2 separate regions of the Anser cygnoides genome follow, and region 1 is linked to region 2. A link is a contact called in public Hi-C data. All regions are on one chromosome and are shown on one strand. Each heading gives the region's core, a stretch centred on a gene start, on an enhancer-like site or on the middle of the called end of the contact. The rest is flanking DNA. Distances are from core to core; before and after follow the strand shown. Region 1 overlaps EAF1 (ELL associated factor 1). Region 2 overlaps ZNRF2 (zinc and ring finger 2).

Region 1 (4,648 bases), core at 765-3,264, 130 kb before region 2:
TTAATAGGGTCAAGAAAGCCAGGGAATTCCCCAGTGCCTCATCCTGGAGCCATGCACAGGAGCTTGGCCGGGTGGAGGCTGTGAACTCCTCCTGCAGCTGTTAGCAAGGGGAGTGTTGCCCTCCCACAGGCAGCAGCCTCAGTGACTGTGGAGCCAAGGAGGCTCCGTCTGGCCTGGATCAGGCCAGCTCTTGGTGCTCTTGGGCATGGAGAGCAATTCCATTAGACTGAGGTGACGCATTCAGTTCTTGTGTTCTTCTTAAATCTTCCAGCGTACATGCGACTGTTCTTTGGTTTCATTGCAGTGAAATGTGAATTAACGCCTACCTGCTTCTTGTGTTTTGTTGTTTTTTTGTTTTCCAAAGGAAACGACTTGCAGTTAAGTGAGTCTGGGAGCGACAGTGATGACTAGGGGCTGAACTTTTGCTGTTTTATACATGGAAGAACTAATTTACCTTGAAGTGATCAAATTGCTTACAAAGAGGATCTGGCACAGGAATAGTTCCACGCGTGGAATTTTAGTAGAAGGAATGTATAACGCTGCAAAATATGGGATGTCGAGGTCTGTTTTACTTTGTGAATCAAGTGTATATTTTGTCCATATTCTTATTCTTTAAAAGCTTTAAATAGGTATGTACAGTAGGTAAGCCAATACATGGCGCTATGTTCCAGTCTGTTCATTATCTGTAAGCTTTAATGTGTAACTTCATCATGTCATCTAAAAATTTCTTGTTTGTAGAAGATATTCAGAAGATAATCAGCCCAGTGTGTCTTCAGGGAGGGGGGAGGGGGGCGAGGGGGTTGTATATAGGGTGAGCATGAGCCAACAGTGAGATTTAAAAAAATAATAATAATAATGCAGGAGCTAGAGTGTGCACTGAAGTGGGACTGTTATAAATTAAGTTTCAACACTAAGTTGATTTATTTGATTTGGGACTTTTCTAATGTGTTTTTATTGCTATTTATGATTGATTTAATGGACATGCTTTTAAACAGTTGGAAAGGAAAAATCATAAAACCATGTTTGTCACAAACCTTGCTGCACCAGTGCCTTATAAGCAGTTTTTTGAAACAGAGCTTCAATTCCTGCCATCTTTTGTAAGGGGAGCAATACTGAAACCCCTTCAGATTGCTTTCTCAGAGAAGAGCTATATTTCAGTTACGGCGAAACAGTTATACGGGCGAACTGTACTCTGAGGGCAGTTACTCCAGTAAGATAAAGGATCTACATCAGTCACCTGAACACACCGAACAGGAACCAGATCGGCATTTTCTTATGCAACTGAAGCATCTCATTTAATCCAGACCTTCAGACCTAGATCTTCAGAAATCTTAGGAGCCTGATTGCCAGTGAAATTGCAAGGTCACAAATACAGGATATTGGACTTAATGAAATTGTAGGACCAGAGCCTTGTTTGCAGTTTCCTAAAGGATGCAGAAAGAAGAGATGACTAAGCAACTGTGTAACAGCAGAAGTCTCTCTCCCACCACAGTTGTCCAGGTAGACTTTAGTCCGTATCGTTTGTTGGATGTGATCTCCGTGCTTGGCAGGATGACACAGAACAAGAAATATTTGCCTACGATGAAATTCACCCCTGTTTAAGGGGGTTTAAAGGGTGCTTAGCTGGATTATCGTTAACTTATTTTTTTTGCTCCAATGGAAAATGAGTGCCACAGGCAGCCTCTTAAGGTTGAACACAAGGCTGACTTTTTAAACCCCAAATTAAGTGACATAGGCCAAGTGACACCACAGTTGTGGTGTAATCCGGGGGGACATGAAGCTGAATTGGATGCCTCTCCATTCTTAAGTGTCTGCTTTGCACTGCTTTTGTCCGTCTGATCATTTGTGTTTTAGCTCCTGTTTCTTTAATGAGGAAAAGAAACAGGAAACTTTCATTTTTTTAAGGTATTGAAGAGCAGGGGGACATTGGAAGGGAGATTTTATTAAATGGTTTATTTTTTTTGCATTCGATACATATTTAGGCATATTTTTGCATTATTGTACATACATTTAAAAATACTTCTTTTTTTAAAGTGTTTTATGATGTGGGTACATATTTTAACATACAATTATGAAATATACTTGATGTAAAGCCACAATTGATCTCTTTTTGTGTTTTTGTTGTTGTTTGCGTTGTTTTTTTTCCCCATTCCTTCTCTGAGAGTGAAAGTGCTGTGCTCTAACAAGCTTGTACCACTCTGGGATTTTACACTTCAGTGCAGGAGATGTGCATGGTAGTTGGCAGTCTAATTAATGCTACTACTGCTCCTGGCTTCCCAGTTTAAGATTTGAATGAGTAGGGAGGCATTTCTGTTACCATTTCCCCATTACTGAAGCTTATTGCTGAGTTCTGCTGACATTATTACTTGAGCTTAAATGGAAAAGCAGCAGTGTAATGTTTTCATTGCTTCCTTCACTGGCTTCACATGCATTCTGAATGCCAGGACAAGTCATAGGAAGTTTACTAATTCTGCGTAAATAAAATATACGGAATATTCTTAAGAGGATAAGACAACACCAGGCTACGTTCATTCGAATCACCATGTGAATTATGGTTTAAATCAGCAAGTGGGCAAGCTTTGTTCACACAGTAAGTTTCTGCCTTGTTTGTACTGAGGTCATGTTTTCCCTGCTATCCCCCCCTAAAAGATTTCTTCCCTTCCACATCTGTTGGTGACCAAATGAACCAACTTTCATGGGATTGCATATCGCTTCTGAAGGACATTTGGTCATCCTTTGTGCCCCCTGGAGAGGCGTCGTGTCAGGGTTGGCCAACCTCTGGTTTGTGAGCTCTTCAGCCACGTGTTGCTCACCCAGGCTCTGGCATGGGGCTGGTGAGTAACGTGGTGTCCTGCAGCCTGCTCGTGGGCATAAGCAAGCCAGTCCCTGTGTGTGAACAGCCCGTCCCCTCCTTGCCGCTGTGGCACGAGTGGCTCTTGGCATCCTCCCTGAGAAGCTTTCTGGGATCTCTGCCCTTCTCGCAGGTACGTGGTGCATGTTTGGTGAAGGTCAGCCACGTGGAGACCAGTAGGCAACTCGCAGAGTCACAAAGTCTGGCTGCCTCTCCATTCTGTTTTTTTTTTAACAAATGTATGTGTGTGGTAAAGCCATTGCCAGCCTGAAGTTTTGACTGGGGGCTCCTGAAATTCGATGTTTTGTATGCTGAGAAATTATAAATATTACTTCTTTGTTGTTCATGATTTGCAGCAAGTTCTATTCAGATGGAAATGGGAATTGAAATAACTTGCAGAAAAGCAGTTATTTAGAATTCTTTTAATTAGTTGACTGGCAGTATCTTTAATGTGCTGGAGAAATAAGTTGACTAAAATATGTTTTGATAAAACCTCTTAATGAAATTAAGTGTTCCTGAGTTTCTGGTACCTTCTACTCCTGCAGGATTTTAGTGCTAGCTGATCTTAACCACCTTAGGCTAATTTTTTTACACACAAAGTAGGAACACTTTTTATATGCCAATTAGTTTAAATGGGAATAAACAGTGCATATGGAATGCAATTATCAGAATGAACTGGAACTAAGTAAATATTTCACATTCAAGGGAAAGCTGCCTGCTGGCTGCGGTGAGGTTAGTGGTTCAGGACAGCTTCGGTTTGTGATGGTTTCTTCTTCAGTGACTTCATCCAGTGCAGTGGTTTGACTTGCCTTAAAGCTCCACCAGCAAACACGGCCTGCTTATGATTTCTCCCATAATTACAATTGCTTTTGTATTAATAGTCAATAATGACTTAAAGTGGTTCAATTAGATTGTCATAATTTACAACATAGTTACTATTTTTTTTTAATATAAAAGTTGAGCTTACAAGGGGACAACTTCACTCATCTCATCCATCTCAGGTGCCCTAAAATATGATTGCACCAGCATCCAACCTCATGTTTGAAGCCTGAGTCATGGACAGAAAGGCTTCCACCTGCCCTTGTCCCCCTGAGGGCCAAGCTGCCCAGCCCAGCAGGCACAGCTGCTGTCCCTGCAGCTGAACTCTGGGCAAAACGTGTCCCAGGCCCCAGCTGAGAGCCATGAATTTGATAGGACATGCAACATCACTCTTGCTTGTTCCACCAGAGCATCCCCCTGCCATCACAAGTCTCGGCTGTGCCAATTTTGTTGAGGAGGCAGGCTGATGGGAGAAGGTCAGTTTTGTTGAGCGTTGCTCGGAATAGCTCCAAGCTTCACTAATGAGTGATATACCTATTCTGAAGGTATTTTGCCCGGGTTGATTTGCGCAGTTTGCTTTATCACAGACTGACCATATGCCTGTTTGTAGTTATGTATAAAATTAGTTTGCTCTGCAAAGCTTTATAAACTTTTTTTTTCCCCTCTCCTTCAAAGTCCACTTATCTGAATAAAAATGAAGTTCAACAATCCGTGTGTGCTTTTATTTTCTTATTTTTTTTAATTTGGAAGCTAAGAGAAATGTAGCCTGGAATTACTTGTAATGGAGAACGCTTATTTTCAGTAATTGCCTGTGCTTCATTGTTCAGTGTGTTATGCATTTCCTGCTAGCAGCTGAGTCATGGAGTTTGCATGGATAACGCAGCTGCCGAGTTGCCATCTTGATGGGATGAAGGCTTGTGCTAGCAACTTGAAGGGTCTCGTGTTCAGCTGGTAATGATGAATGATTAACATTAAATC
Region 2 (4,693 bases), core at 1,865-4,364:
TGTCCTTGATGTTATGAATAGAGAATACTTTCCTTGTTGTAGTCTGCTTTTTAACTGTTCAATCTTGTGCTCTTTTTTCAGAGGATGTGCTGAGTAAAGATACTGGGGAGTGTGCAATATGCCTGGAAGAGCTGCAGCAAGGAGATACTATAGCACGGCTGCCTTGCCTCTGCATATATCATAAAGGGCAAGTATTCCTCACGATGTAGACAGAATTCCAGAAGGTTGCATTTATGGGGTAACTTCACTAAAACCTAATTGCCTTTTACACTTCAAACAAACAAAAAATGAACAGTAACAACCCTAAAGATGAATTTTAAATACCATCTTTCTGCATTTCCCCTAGTGTAATTTCCACCAGTGTATTTGAAGTCATCTTCTCCTACTGTAGTCTTCTGTCACTTTCATGAAAAGTCCACAGGAAAAAAGAAATAAGGTGAAATCACCTGTGTGAGGAAGGAGTGCACATCATAGCTGTTTAGCTTAGGTTGTGTGTGTTTATGTTATAACAGTTTTGTTAAATGCTAGAAGGCGGGAGAGGGAGCACATTTTAAGCCTGTTTCGTACTTATTTTCACAAATGTCTGTAACTACAGCAAGTAAGATGTCAATGAATGATGTAAGACAATATCCTTAGAATCATTAAGGTTGGAAAAGACCTACAAGATCACCTGGTCCAACCATCCCCCTACCACCAGTGTCACCTACTAAACGATGTCCCTAAGCACCACGTCCAGCCTTTCCTTTAACACCCCCAGGGATGGTGTCTCCACCACCTCCCTGGGCAACCCATCCCGATGTCTGACTGATGGAAGCCCACAAGCCATCATCTGAGCCATGTATGTGTTTCAGAAAGAAGCAAGAGGTTGAGGCTGGATATCCATTTCCAGATAGTCCCACGGGACACGTCAGTGACTCACTGTGATCCCAGACACTCTTCTGCTCCCCATGGTTTTCTGTGGGTTTCAGGCAAGGAAGTACCTGCAGTGGTCTGTCCAGCTGGATCCCTGACCATCTGCCAGCTCCTGAAGCTGGCCTCAGAAAGCAGCCTGGTCACAGCTTTACCAGTTGTGGCATGCAACATTCACTTTGGGCTTCCCCTCATCTCTGCGTGCACCACCTGACACACAAAGCTGGCAGCGACCCCAGGGAAGGTGCAGCAGGAGGTCTGACACCTCCTGCCCTGCTGACCTTCACCCACTTGCCATGGGAACACACGAACTCCCTACTGCACACAGGGTGGTTTGGCTGCTGGGCCAACACAAACAGCCCAGCAGCATTGCCCTGTCTGTTCCGGGGAGAAGAGAACCAGCCACCCGTGGCACCGTTAGCCTGGGCTGAGCGTGAACAGTGCGACCCATTCTGGGCCCAGAGGAGTCCTGCCATGAGGTGGGCACCTCGCCAGAGACCTTCTAGCCATAGGCATCCTCTGCAGGATAAGTCACAAATGCTTGCTCAAATGTTTTGTCAATGCAATTCTGGACATCAAATTCATAATTTCAAAAGGAAATGTACGTTTCCCCAAAAATAAATAATTAGATAGATAAAAGAAAGTTGGGTTTGCAGTTAAATCTAAAGAGTTTCTTATTTTAGTTGCCAAATCCAAAATGTTTGGGAAATTTGGAGAATTGAAAAATAAAGTTTTGGACAGCTGGCTAAGTAGTTGGTAAAATACTTCCCTAGCAGATTTTAACACTTAAGATATTTAGCTGTTCAGCAGTGTTTAATATCCAAATACAGCTGTGGTTTTGGGTTATTATGTTTTCAAGGAATGTTGAAATATATTCTTTGTTTGTGAATATATGAAGATGTTGAATGTGTACGTGGATTTGTGTAGATACATGTAATTCTTTGTTAATATAAAATCCAACTATTTGTGGAAATTATGAAATACCTATTTATATGCATTTCTTACTGCTGTTACTGGGATTTTCATGTCAATCGTTTTCATTTTTGTCTTGCATCCAACAGCTGCATAGATGAATGGTTTGAAGTAAATAGATCTTGCCCTGAGCATCCATCAGATTAAGAGAAGATTCATGTTTTTAGGTAATATTTCTTTTCAGACATGTACATTTCAACAACAAATATTTTGATTATCTGAAATAACTCTCGATGCTATTTTCTTAATTTGTGAATTTGCTACTGTGTCTCAGAACAGCAAGGTTAATCAGTAAGTAATGACGTATATTACAATATGTAAAAGGTTTCTGCATCCTTATGTGGTGTAGTCTGAAATGGTGTATTTCGTTTTTAGTACTGGAAAGTGGCAAGTCAGTGCCAGTGAAGTTTTAGCATTAACTTTTAAAGAGTACTTTTTCTGTGGAAAAGAAACAAGATCAAAATAATACAATCATTTAATTTTGGATTGTTCCACAAGTACTGGCATTTATTTCTGACAGAAAGCTTTTGGAATCATAAAAGAAAAAAAAAGTTGAAATTAGGTATTTTCAAAACCACTTTCATTTTAATGCATTCCAGAATGTTTTTTTTGTTGTTTTTTTAAAGTTAACATGTTCCCATCTATCCCATCCCACAGAGGTTCACATTTTTCCAGCTTATGTTTGGTGTTAATCATTTCAGATCTGTAATCAGTGTCAAAGGTTTAAAGGATAGGTTTATTCTTTCAGTTGACTAGTTCTAAATCTTTATCTTGCATTAAACTATTGCCCCCAAGCATTGCAAAACACCGACACACATCACAATTCTTAAAGGAATGGATATCTGAAATTCTGGTCGGCAAGTTAAGGTTTGTTTTTGTTGTTCTGCTAGAGATTTAGGGGAAAAAAAAGTCTGAAGACCTCATTGCTGGCATTTATCTGTTCACTTGTTTCACCTTGCTTCACGAGTCTGTGTTGCAGGTCACATTGCAGTGGTATGATTGTTGAAGGGCTGGCAGAGAAAACATGAGGGAAGATATCCTGCTACAGGGATGATTACTTTAACCTCAGGACCTATGTTAGCTGAAATTGATAAACACATTTCCTGCGCTGCACCCAACAAATGAATGGTGAAAGAAGCCCACATGCCGCTTATGAGCACGTTTGTCTCTTCAAATGTTCATGGATGTGTAGTCTCCTGTTAAACCCTTGTTTTTTCACAGCAGAGATGGTGATAATTGGGGGTTTTAGGAAAAAGGGGAAGGAAAACGCAGTGTTTGTGTTCATGCTGTTTCTGTGTATTATATATTGAAGTAGCTGAAATGCTGACACTTTGTCTTCTGCTTTTTCAACAGCTGCTTCCACTGATCAGAAAACATAGGAGATCTGCGGTTCCCTTGCTGAACACAGCGTGCCTGGCTTGAGACTTAACTGTTCTTTGTGGCTGAAAAAGGCAGAGATGGACAGTGACATGGAAAAAGCATTGCGGACACCAGTAGTGCTCAGTATACCAAACACTCATGCAAAGGACACACAGGGATTTTGAAAATGCTGCACATTCTGTAACAATCTACTCCCCACAGACATTATTGACACTCTTTTGTATCGAAGGCCAAAGTTCCTAATTTCAGCCTAACTTCTGGTTCTGTGAAGAAGCGGGTTATTGGACACGTTTCCTGCTGCCTCAAGTGGAAGCCGAGACGTTCGATACGTGCTATCTGAGACCCTTGCAGGAGGGTGGCCCCATTTTTAAATGGGGACGTTTTCACCTTCTCGTTGGCTGAAGAAGAGTAAATGGCAAATTAAATGTAATCTAACAGTGTGACCTTATTTACTGAATTCACACCCTGTTTTATGTTCTTCACTTTTACAAGAACAGAAAACAAACTTCTCTGCATAGGAATACTATATTTCAAAATTTTGTAACTAAACCTTTGTCACAATGCAGTCCAAAGAGTAAAACTGGGACAGGTAACTAATTTATATTGATCAAGCTATAGGGATTGTTGAAATCTGCACATTGTATTGCTATTTAAGTAACTAAAACTTCTCTTTTACTGCTTGTGAGTAAAAACAAAACAAAAAAAAATGCAGCAAAGCAAAATCTTACAGCTATGCAACTTTTTTTTTAAATAGGAAAAAAGAAGAATTACCAATTTTAAGTGCTGCCAGTTAAGGTAATTTGTTTAACGGGTATTTTTTTAAAAATGTTTCAGGTAATTATTTTATTGTACTACTCTCATCTCCAGGCTGCCTCCTGAGGTGGAAATGAATAACTACAAATGTGGGCACAGCAAGAGTGTTTTTTTTTTTTTAATAGGCATGGGTGAGATAACATCAAGGTGGGAATTGTGTTTAATTTTTAAAACACGTATGTGCAAGTTTTTCTTTGTTTCCTTGTTTGAATGTTTTATCTGATGGCAGGATTTGTAGTACTTTGCATCTAAATCATTGGTCTCTTCATGTGGAGGCTAGCATTTGACAGTGTGGTTTTTCGTTCTTTTTTTAAAGGCACCTGCATTTGTTTAATTTATTATTATTTTACTGTATTATATTAGTATAACCAGGGCTCCATGAAACACCGGTTGTCTCTGGGGGGTACACCAAGTAAAACTGTGGTTAAGTATTAGTTCCCATAAGGTATTACAGTTCAAAAAAAGAAAAAAAAAAAAAAGACAAAAAACTGGAACAGATATCAGGGCTTAGAAGAGTACTTTTTATATCAAGAATTAATCCTAGTAGTATCTGAATTTCACAGTACAGGGAAGAGTTTATGAATATTTATTCCTGACAGCAGTTTTAGTGGGTTTCAGT

What was found. A called contact is a pair of places that touch in the nucleus more often than the background predicts.
Region 1: a Hi-C map of liver shows a contact between it and region 2, with 2.1 times the contacts expected there. The contact joins two enhancer-like sites. A contact is called at or near these places in 2 of 7 Hi-C or Micro-C datasets (both in liver).

What each region holds. Positions count from the first base shown.
Region 1 is chr2:45,164,922-45,169,569 of Taihu_goose_T2T_genome, reverse strand. It overlaps EAF1 (ELL associated factor 1), which reads left to right. Exons shown (of 6, transcript XM_048077996.2): 6 at 365-2,108. The coding sequence ends at 411. Among named protein-coding and RNA genes, the nearest start is that of MTURN, 8.6 kb to the right of the region's middle. Within about 2 kb of position 2,014, at least 1 of the 3 cell types and tissues checked has open chromatin away from gene starts, as enhancers often do. A contact at or near this core is called in liver, where this site is marked.
Region 2 is chr2:45,038,007-45,042,699 of Taihu_goose_T2T_genome, reverse strand. It overlaps ZNRF2 (zinc and ring finger 2), which reads left to right. Exons shown (of 5, transcript XM_048077988.2): 3 at 82-187; 4 at 1,971-2,048; 5 at 3,235-4,693. The coding sequence ends at 2,028. Among named protein-coding and RNA genes, the nearest start is that of NOD1, 38 kb to the right of the region's middle. Within about 2 kb of position 3,114, at least 1 of the 3 cell types and tissues checked has open chromatin away from gene starts, as enhancers often do. A contact at or near this core is called in liver, where this site is marked.